2 separate regions of the Mus musculus genome follow, and region 1 is linked to region 2. A link is a contact called in public HiCAR-type data. All regions are on one chromosome and are shown on one strand. The core of a region is the stretch at or near the end of the contact, and the rest is flanking DNA. Distances in the headings are between cores, read along the strand shown. Region 1 overlaps Ptprz1 (protein tyrosine phosphatase, receptor type Z, polypeptide 1). Region 2 holds the start of Ptprz1 (protein tyrosine phosphatase, receptor type Z, polypeptide 1).

Region 1 (5,587 bases), core at 184-2,683, 34 kb before region 2:
TGGGAAACATTTGATTGATGATCTGCCATATCAGATGAAATACACACAGATTTGACTTTCAAAATGACAGCTCACCGTATTTTGTACTCAAAGAGATCATAAACTAGCAGCATGCACCAGGATCTTACTATGCCACCCAGGATGCTCTCGAACATGGTTATTACTGCCCTGACATCCATACAGTTGAGAGGCTTGACCACAGTGTTAAAAATTTAAGTCACCTTTACATACTCAGAACCAGTTGACAGAGGCGACTGACTCGATTTTAAATGATCCTTGCATCTTCAACGGAATGAAAAGCCTGGGCACCTGTATTTAAGTAAATGTTCCTTATTAAGTTTGGATTCTTGAAGCCTCTCTGGTCTCAGAATAAGGAATAGGAGTTGTTTGGCATTAGGAGACTCTTTCTGGGTACGTAAGCACCTTGAACACCCCTTGGTGATACAGCAATGGGGTTAGCTAGTGATCTGGGATGATGGTCCATGTTAGGAGACCTTGGGCAGCGCTATCACATGAAACGGGTTTCTCATCACTTATGATAGCTGACGTCCAGAAAGAAGGCACTGTGGCATACCCTATGCTGGGCTTTATTCATCAGGGAGAAAGGTATCCCCTTTTATTCATGGATCTGCAACAAGACTTAGTGTCATTTCATCCAATTTTCATAGAATGGCCAGTCCACTCGGCAGGGCTATGTAAAATAAGAAGAAATCTCCAGGGGGTGTTTTTATATGTGGAACCAGCAGAGTCCTGGCACGTTAGGAAGCAAACGACAGTTACCAGTTGGTTTCAGAGCTACAGAGAGGCAGGAAGTGTTCCACAGACTCTTCTTAAGGTCACCAAGGGAGTTGTTTTAGTGACTCCAATTATTCCACCAATTTTTAAAGAAAAAATTAAACATTTTTGTTTTTTAAAGTAACACCGAGTGCCAAAGGTATTTCAGAGGAAGGGGGAGGGGGAGGAGGGGAGGAGCAGAGACTGAGTCAGCAAATGATTTATGATTTTAATGAACTTGACTCTTTGAATTCAAGGCATGTCTTGAGGATTTTTCACAAAAACAATCAATCCTTTTCAGGGCTTGACGCCAGAGTAACTTCCTGCACTCAGTCAGTGCATCGCCATGGACACACACGGATGCCTTTCACTCTCTGCCTCTCCGCAGGGTTGGATTTTGTGATGAGAAGAAAACAGCCATAGTGTTGCTGAAGCACTCTTGGGCCCTTAGACAACATCGACCTTTGTATTATGAATGATTATCAGAAAGTTAGAGAATGATAAAAAAAAAAAAAGATTTCCATGTACCAGACAAAAGAAGACCACTACAGACTCCAGAAAATACCAAGCAACCATAAACAAATGGTGTGATTTAAGGCAGGGGTAAAGATGTAAGGCTCTGAGTTGGAGTAGCCCAGGGGGAAGCTCCAGGTCTGTGTTTCTCTTAAATGGACAGCACATACAAAGCAAAGACGGTAAGGATGTAACTAGCTAAAACATCCATCAGTCAGACAGCTGGATAATTTGGCTGGATAATTCCAATCCTTGATTCCAGTTTTTCCCAGCAAGTAAACCAGATTAGTTTTGTCTGAACATTATGAATTATTTCCAAAATGCTTTAATTTGTGTAAACAAACCTAGAATCCTTTGGTTGAATGTTTGAAATTTCAATTAATGGTACACGATTGTACTGACACTAATAAACAAAGAGAACACTTCCCCCTTAGTTGCTGAGGTGAGGTAACTATGGCAATATCCAGAGAAATCCCTACCACGATCTCTTTGGTTTTACAGACCATCTGTAGACTAATTGGAATACTCATTAAGTCAGTGCAGGTTAAGTCCAGAAACATCTCACCAAGTCTGTACTAGCTAAACAAACAAATGTATTCCAAGAACTATTCATTTAAAAATTTCAAAATATCTACCTCATCTACTTAATAATCTTACACATGAAAAGTTTCATGGGTCCAGTTTGTAAAGTTCTTAAACCATTTCAGATCTCAGCCTAGTTAGAAAATTCTAATTCTATAGTGCCTTCGGGTAGTAGGTAATAGCTAAGAAAGTTTTGGTAAAGAGATAACCCAGAGTACCATAGAATGCTGAATACAATGCCTTGCTGCTCTCAAGCTTCTGTGTGCCCCGAAAGCGCTGACTCAGCCATCCTTTGCCTGTATATCTTGACTTTCTTCCTTCTCTGCCTCCTCCAACACCCCTCAACCATCTGAGTCTCATGGCACCTTAATGATGGCATCTCTTTGACTGGTGAACAGTCTCGGAATTTTAACTGACCAAGAATTGTCTAACACATTATTATTATTATTATTATTATTATTATTATTATTATTATTATTATTATTATTAACTTAGTGTGTTTAGTTCTAAATGCCTTGAGAGTTTGGAAAGTGCATATTATGTTCCCTACACCTCACTAGGCATTCCATACACCTAACTATGTGCTTCTTTTAATTCAATAAATAATCAATGGATTCTCAGAGGAATAATTTCTGCCAATTACAAATCTTCCCTTTTTGTTGCTAGAGAGAGCAGTGGTCTAAATCACCCCCCTTTGTGACTAGGAGCTGAGCTTGCATTCTGTTTTTATCACAGAGCAAACAGTGGCCATTGCTCAGCCATCGCTCAGCATGCGCAAGCTTCCTTCTGCACCTTTCAACTAATTTCCATCCTCACTCACTGACTACTTTCACATGAAGACAGATGTCCACATTTTTCTGTCCTCCTACTCCCTCTAGGATTTCTTGAGTGTCACTATCTCTTCACTGAACTCCTTGAGCCAGATAACACAATCGATCCTAACCACCCTAAAATTTCTCTTCCATTGACTTCCTTTTACCTTAGATACATGCACTTGCGAACAGTTTTCTAGCAGCATCTGTCATCTGCATGTGATATTTCCCTATCTTCTTTCTGTCTGGGGAGCACTTTAACCAGCAGAAGTCAGGGAATTCCATCACCAAAATGGGCAAAGAATATGTGCTTAATGAATAATACACAAATGAATGAAGGGTTACTGAATATAGAATGAATGGCAAATGATACAAAATGCACGTCCAACTTAATAGACATCTCTTGTTTTATGTTCCCAATGCTTGCTGCTGTCAGAGAGCAGCACACACATAGTGATGTGTTGGTGTGGCAAAGTCTTCCTGTAGTAGTCTTCATAGAAGATGGTTGCTGTTAGCCATAAATATATGAAAGTTACGCCAAACTTCCCCTAGAATTTATCAGAATTTCTTGAGCTTAGCCAGTACTTCCTTCTGTTCAATTATTGAAACCTTCAATTAAACCCAGTGCTCAGACCAGTAGAAAATACCTCAGCATACGTTTCCATTTCAAATATAATTTTCATCTCCCTTTTTCAGAAATAGCTTTACTTTTTGATTAACAGGTCATAAAGAGAACTTCAATTAATTTCCCCCTTACGTCCTTCCTGTGCAGATTTGCCATTTAAATAAATGTAATAACTGACCTTATAGTTGTCTAGGTGCCTACAGTACTGAAAATCTTAATGAAATACTGAATGCCTTATTAAAACAAAAACCATTTCACATAGGCACATAAAATAGAAGACTCCTAATTTTCTTTTATGGTGTATATGAGAGGTCCTACATCTTACATACCCAGCTGTGAGTGAGAGATAGAAACAGTTACATGAGGGGGGAATTGAATTTACTTACAAAGAACTCATTAATGGAATTTGTTTCTCAGTAACTTTTTCCTTTCATTTTGACACTTACCCTTGACAGCCCTAGCACAGGTCCTAGAAAGTTTGGTCATTTACAGGCACACCCTCTACTAACCTCTGCCACCCATCTAGGCAATGGGAAGGACAATGAAAGGCAAGAAAGCTGTGTCAGACACAGAGCATGGGGGATGCATCAGAATTAACGATGAAGAGATACTTTAAATGCATTCAATGTAAAAGCACTTGCTATTATTATGAAGCAAAACATAGTGCTTACTTATTTATCATTACAACTAATATGGTTAAAAGTTCGTTTTATTTTAACTGGCTGCTTAGAACATAAAGCAATAGGTCATCAGTGTGTTAAACTATGTAACAGCATGGAACTTCTAATTAGCTCAAAGCTCAGTTCCATGTAGTGCATAACTGTATATATCACACAAAACTAAAATTATTTTAAGTTATATATAGGTTGGTTACTCTGAGTGAATGGTAAAACAGCAAATGAACTCGGTTTTGGTGTACTGGATGGTATTTATCAATTCTCTTTGGAATCATTGCAACAGAAGATGGACAGTTCACAGTAGCCTGCCAGTCTTCATCTGTTGTGTGTGTGATTTGGTACTCGAGGGCTAAAATGTAGGAGTATAGAGGCCTCCATACTATCTTCAGACTTTCAGAATATTCCTATGTGTTCATTCAGTGCCATCACTCATTCGTAACCCATACCATGCATGGATCTGAAAAGGTGTGAGTTGAAGGACAAGGTGAAAGTTTGACTTGAAAACAGAAGAAAAGCAAGGAAATCAGCGAAAAGATAACTCAAACAAAATTACTGAATACATAGAACAGTCAGAAACATCTCAGAACCAGAGCCTCTGTGTGCCTGCCTCGGTACGTTTCCATGACATGACTCTTCAGGTACCCAATGCCCTCTTACTTCCTCTTTAACATCCCAGAGTATTTGTTTTGGAATTTCACTTTCCTAATCTTTATCCAGAGGATCCCATATTATTTCAAAAGAAGGTGGCACACTACTGTTATAGAATATCTTTCTGACCTTAACACAAAGATGGAATGTCTAAATATATGATGATGAGTTGACTGTTGGACAGCTATATTTGCAGATAAGTCAGTTCCAGTCAAGAACACAGAGCATCCAAATGGTAGTTTATATTCATTTGATAGAGAACACTTAAAAAGTAATCTCAAGAATTGTGAATCTTATTAAATTATACACCTGAGAAGAAATAATCATGACATTTTTGTTAGTGTTTACAAATTATATTATTTAACTTCATTTATTTTTGAAAGTTGGAAAAGAATTATACATGACATTCAAATAGTGTTTTTTATTTTATTTAAAAATTCACAATAATTTATGAAATGCATAAATTTAAATTATAACAGACATATATATGAAATAAATTAAGTAGCTAAAATATGCTAATTTATATTTTAATTTTTTTATCTTGGACCATTCCACAGATTTTGACATATGAATAGTCTATAATATATTGTGACATTTTCTAGGCTTTTAAAATATTCTCCTAAATCTATGACTAAATAAGCTATGTGAAAGCATAGATGCTTATATAACTCTTTAATTAATGGTCTTGAGCCATCACTAAGAAATTAGAGAAAGCATTTGGCACATACATACAAAGTCATACAATAACATGAGACTTATGGCTTCCATTTATAAAATCCCTATTCCTGATGTTTATCCAGACATGACAAAATGAATTAAATGTCTTCAAATTTAACTTCCATATTTAATTCGTTTTACTCAAGTTTTTTGCTATATTACATAGTTCAGTAAAACCAATAAGAATTTTAATGACCATTCCTATCAGTTTAAAATCATTAGCATTTAATAATAGCCAC
Region 2 (5,502 bases), core at 241-2,740:
CATTGGCCAAGACGGCTCTGAATACTTTCACCAAGCCTTGGGGATTGAGGTTAGGTGAATACTCAGAGTGGATTACAGGCAGTCATCACCATAGTGACCTACACAAGTCTCATCAGTCAGAACTAGAAATGACTTCTGTTCGCGAAGGTGCTAAGAGGAGCACTCTCCATCGGATTGGAAGTGCATGTTTAATATATCCTTTATTATAAACGAAATTTAAAAGTGGGGCTATAGGACTGATGGGAGCTAAACAGTTATACTCACAAATCGAGGTACACATTCTAATTTTTAGGTCAATGTCTTCCAACAGGCATTTGAAAGGGGCTTTTAGTAGTTAAAATAAGGAAACAAAACAACAAACAAAACAAAAGACAGGTTTTACTTTTTGTTTTCTTTTTAGAAACCTAAGTCTGCACCCTCATTCCCAGTAAATATTCACACCGTTGACTGCAGAGAGTAATATCCACTTAACACTTGTAAGGTTCGGACGCCTGCGAAGGTGCTGTGTCCCTGTTCGCCCATCACCTGCAGCTCTTCTCTCTGGAAGCTGGGGGCAGAATGCTCATAGAGATTTGACTGGAACTTTTTTGTAAGTGACTGCCTGGACTTGAACGTGACTAAATTGAAAGTACTAGAAAAGTCAGGTCGATGCTTGTTCAGCTCAGTGCCTTTCAGGTGCGTGTGCGTAATTCAAGACAGACACGTGTGCCTTCCGTTCAAGTCCACAGTACTACAGTGGCAACATAGAAAGGAACGTTTAGGTCGCAGCCCCTCGCCACTGCTGTAGTGTATTTCTAGTCACCGACTCATTCTCTTATGTAGGTCTACAAGGCTATTTCCACTTTTTGCAATATGGAGAGCACGCATGCGAGGGGACCCTGACAGGCGGCGACCTCCTGTGTCTAGGTGTCCTGACCAAAGGAGTCTCAGTAGAGGGACCCAGCAGGTGGTAGTTGAGGGGATGAGGGCGCAGCCGGTGCAAGTGACATCGAAAGGTTCGGGATAACTCTTCTTGGGGTGCTACCCAATGTTCTGAAATCCCCCACCCAAGCTGCGTCCCAGAGACTGAGCCCCGCGCGGGTGCCCCGCCGAGGTCCTATCACTTACCCAGGCGACACAGGCACAGGAGCTGAACGCACGCGAGGAAGCTCTGCAGGATTCGCATCTCCAGCCCGGTCCGCGGCCCCTCGCCAGCCGCAGGGGTACAGCTTAGGGTACAGAGGGTGGGGACACCGAGGCAGGGGACGCCGGTGACTGGCCAGGGTCTAGGTGAACGAGTGATAGAGAGAGAGAGAGAGAGAGAGAGAGAGAGAGAGAGAGAGAGAGAGAGAGGAAGAGAAGAGAGAAGAAGAGAATACAAGGCTAGGCGGCGCGTGGGTGCGGGGACCGAGCCTGGACCAAGCGCCTGGCTTCAGGCGGGACGCTGTCCCCTGCCTGAGCGGGCTGCAGCGGCCAGGATCTGAGCGCTCGCAGCGCAGCGGCGCGGAATTGCGGGGACGCGCTCCGGGCTGGGCACGCGCAGTGCGCGGGGGCGGGGGAGCAGGAGCGCAGGCGGGGGCCGGGGTCGCGCAGCAGCAGAAAGAGGGGCGTGGCGGGGCCCAGCCTGTCCCAGCCCCGCGCCCCTCCCCCGCCCAGGGCTGGAGGTGGAACCCGCTGGGGCTTAGAATCTTCGCGGTGAAAAAGGTCTCTTCATTAAGGCTCCTTCACCCACTAGGAAGACACAAGAGGAGGCTGGGTCCCCATTGTCCCGCACAGCTTGGGGCCGACCTTTTGACTTCACCCCTGGGAAAGTCTTTTTTCTTTGTTTATTGTCGTCTCTGCAGTTACCAAGATGGTCCTATCCGGAAGGGTTGAAGGGGGCCTGGGTAAACTGAGCTCTCCCCGCCCCCCTTTCCATTTTCTTAGTGAGTAAAGTAGTTCCAGCTCCCATTACCATTAGGGTAGTTAAGTCCAATCATTTGCAGCACTACTGTGACCATTTGGTCCTGGCTGACCCTTCATTAGACCCCAATCATTCTGTCCTGCTCTGCGCGGCTGTGGGGAACTGTCAACACTGCCCTGGTCCTGCTGGATGGAACTCCCCAAGTGTCTCTTTGCACAGGGTCCTCCTGTAGAAAGATTTTTTTTTTTAATTGCTAGATTGAAGGGTACACAAAAGAAATATAATACACACCCTGTGCTTCCTCGGAGCTGAGCATGTCGTTCTTTCCTTAGGAGCCTGTTTCTATGGAGGTGTTTGTTTGCTGTGTAGGAGCGTGAGTGCTATAACCTGAACTCCTGACTTGGGGGGCGGGGTAGGGAGTTGAATAGGTATTCCTGAAATGTTTGTTGAATTATGTTGAGGTCCACATGAAACAAGTTAACTGGTGGTGATGTCAGTCAATAGCCTAAATACATCGACCTAAATATTTGTGAGATTTTCATATACACGATGGGGTTTAGTTATTTTACATTTTACACTGATAAGAGACTCTATTCAGAGCCTTTTGGGAGTCACATTCAAAGGCAGAGAAAACCAAGTTCCGGAACTATCCCTGGTACCGTTTGATGTAGGGATCTGTACAGCATGTACTCTTGTGTTCTGTTATTGTCTCAAAGCCAGTGCTGTAGCTTTATAAAATACAAAGGATGCTTAATGCATACAAATTGGAATTCCAAGTCTGTTTCAGCTGTGACTACCCGTTCTCACAGAATTCCCACCGCCTCTGAACACTGGGGTCAATGGACAGAGCTAATGATGCAGCTTGCTATCGATTCGTGGATGGTGAATGCATGTCGTCAGGAAAGGACGGGTCTTGAAGCTAGAGTGTTTGTTTAGGAACACATATCGGTATAAGAAGTTGACCCTTACCCTATTCTTCTCACTCCTTGAAATAGAAATGCCTCGAGGATTATAATAGAGATTGAGAGTTTCCATAAGGCAAGAAAATTTCTGGTCATTTTTGCTAACATACCAACAGGTGTGTATATCCACTGGAAGTGTATCCAGAGTTCAGGGGGAAAAATGAAAAACAGTGTTTATTGAATGTGAGCTGGAGTGGGCAGGGACGTTTTCCTAGAGATTTGCAGAAAGGACATTTGGAGAATCTGATTATCAAACAGGCTGGAAACCAAACTGAAAGCCACCGAAGTCACATGTTATATTGAAAGCACTGTCATTTCCGTCAGACTAAGAATGTTCATACTGTGGCAAGCATTGATTTCCTTGTGGAGAAGCTCATACCGGAAATGCTAAGCCTTCTCACTTTGAACTCCTAGGGAAACACAGAAGGAACTTCAACTGCTTAGTAGAAGATGCTGGCTACTGCAAGACGGCTCAGTGGATAAAGGCACCAGCCTCACTGAGAAGTGTCTTTCATAGGTTGTCCTGTCTCTTCTATTTAAATGCTGTGGCATGCACCACCCCCAAATGAATAGATAGATAGATAGATAGATAGATAGATAGATGTAAAATTAAAATAGAAGCTAAGTTTACACAGGGAAAACATATGTAATCAAGTGCATCTCAGTTATCAAGGGTTCTCCATCATCCTGGGAGAATAATAGTCCAGCAATAAGAATGATTATGTTAGCTCTTCATTAGTTGGTATTAGATTTGATTCACCAAACAAAGCCCCAGGAGGAACTAAAGTCTCTCTGGAAGAGCCAACAGGTGAATCTATGATCCCCATAATTTCATTCTGTGGTTAGGAATATTGCCAATATTCTTGAAGGCACAAAAGCCACCATGAGGAGAGATCATTCTGTTCTGGGGGTTTTAGGGGAAACTGAGTGTTAACTAATTCTTTAGAGTGGCAGCAATGAGAGGTTGAGGTGGAGAAAAACTGATGTGGCTCTGATAGTTCCGTGGAGAGATTAGTGAGAGAAAGCTTGAAGTCCTTGAAAAGTAGGCCATCGAAGCAGCTAAGCTGGAGAATAGAAGACCTCAAAGGAGCATCAGGAACCTACTGTCTCATTTTCACAAGTTCTGAGAAGTATCATCTGATCAATGTATGTTAGCTGTTGTGAGTTAATTGTGAGGCCATACAATTACATAGCATCAGGTCTGACCTCGTGGCACATAGGCAAAGATAGACTAATCTCTGAGTGTTGGAGGTCAGCCTGATGTACGTAATGAGTTCCAGGACAGCTAGGGCCACATAAAGGTATTCTGTCTCAGAAACATACTACATGCCTCATTTGGAGTCTGGATATCTGTTGGTATATGGCTATATGCCTATATGTAATAGGTATGTGTAAACATACATTTGATCAGAAACCGACAGAATAAATTTGTGTAAAGCCTTGTACATTAGATTCATTTGATTATCATTTATATACACTCCCAGAGGATGCTGGATAATCCAAAGCCCTAGAAGCATCATCACCATCAGTCTCAGATGTATAATTTACCATTGAATGTTGAAACCAGAGAAGGGATCCTGTCATCTGGTCTTACCAGATTAAGGGATATTTCTGGAGGGAGAAAATTATTACTTGGTTGAAGACTACCAAATATTTCCAAACTCAGAATTTAATAGGGAGGAAAGACTTTTGATTGAATCCCTTGGTCATCGGACAGACTTCTTCTTTACCCCCATTAAGCATCAGGCACTGTTTAATAAGGAATGTCACCATCCCTATCAGAGACTGATAGTCTAAGAGAAGAAAATGGTTGTCACTAGAAAACAATCTTGCAGGCGACTGGTAGGTAAACAGATGAGACTCAGATAAATTCAAATATTAATGATGAATAATTTTACAATGAAAGTAATTTTAGTGCACTACAATGTACCAAATTTAATGAGAAATTTTAGTATGATGAAGCATTTTTCACTATGAAATGATCATTAGGATACTTCAACTGAACATTTGTGACATATTTATAGTTTTTAGGGACCATTTATAAGACATTCAAATGCTTTGCATTTTCTCTAATAAAACTTGAAAACTCTGCCGTGATATGTTTTTGAATTGCTGGATGTTAAGGTTGGTTATTCGCTGTTAATAAGTAGACATGTTTATTTTCATGAATTTACTTCACAAATTATTTCCATTGAAAACTATACTAAAGCAAAGTTGGTGACCCAAATCAAGTATTGACCATCATCTGGTAAGGAAGTGGTGATTCTTTACACTTTATAACTGAGACGTTCTCAGAAGCAGTTCCCATTTTACAAGCAATGTGTATCTTATTAGATTATGAGAACAGATTTAACCTGTGCTTTGTGCTTTACCGATTCTGTTCACAGCTGAAGAGTAATTTTCCTTTCTGTGGTGTAGTCAGGCGACTTCTTTGGATTTCTCCTAACCATTGCTTTCTGTTCACTCTTATACACCTGGGCTTTGCATCTTTGCTTCTTAAGAATCCTGGGAGTAGAGGTCAAGTTCTTTTCAGGGTCTCCCTGAGCACTCCAGGGTGCGAGGGAACTGGCCCTGAGACCATCTGGAAATCTGGAAGACACACAAGTATACTTGAGAGAAAAGCTTAGCAGGATATATATACATTTTGCATTTGTGTAT

Evidence for each region. HiCAR-type assays count read pairs that join an accessible place to other places.
Region 1: a contact with region 2 is called in a HiCAR-type map of astrocytes, with 5 times the contacts expected there. The contact joins the enhancer-like site here to the promoter of Ptprz1 in region 2. A contact is called at or near these places in 1 of 39 promoter capture datasets (macrophages), 2 of 484 Hi-C or Micro-C datasets (cerebral cortex and forebrain), 6 of 115 datasets of contacts at active chromatin or transcription factors (astrocytes, embryonic stem cells, neural progenitor cells and 2 more) and 2 of 9 other capture datasets (adipose tissue and pancreatic islet).

What each region holds. Positions count from the first base shown.
Region 1 is chr6:22,905,262-22,910,848 of GRCm38.p6, reverse strand. The region is part of intron 1 of Ptprz1 (protein tyrosine phosphatase, receptor type Z, polypeptide 1); the gene reads right to left. Among named protein-coding and RNA genes, the nearest start is that of Ptprz1, 33 kb to the right of the region's middle. Within about 2 kb of position 1,433, at least 24 of the 459 cell types and tissues checked have an H3K27ac peak or open chromatin away from gene starts, as enhancers often do. A contact at or near this core is called in astrocytes, forebrain, neural progenitor cells and 2 more, where this site is marked.
Region 2 is chr6:22,871,490-22,876,991 of GRCm38.p6, reverse strand. It overlaps Ptprz1 (protein tyrosine phosphatase, receptor type Z, polypeptide 1), which reads right to left and starts at 1,490. Exons shown (of 30, transcript NM_001081306.1): 1 at 1,108-1,490. The coding sequence starts at 1,165.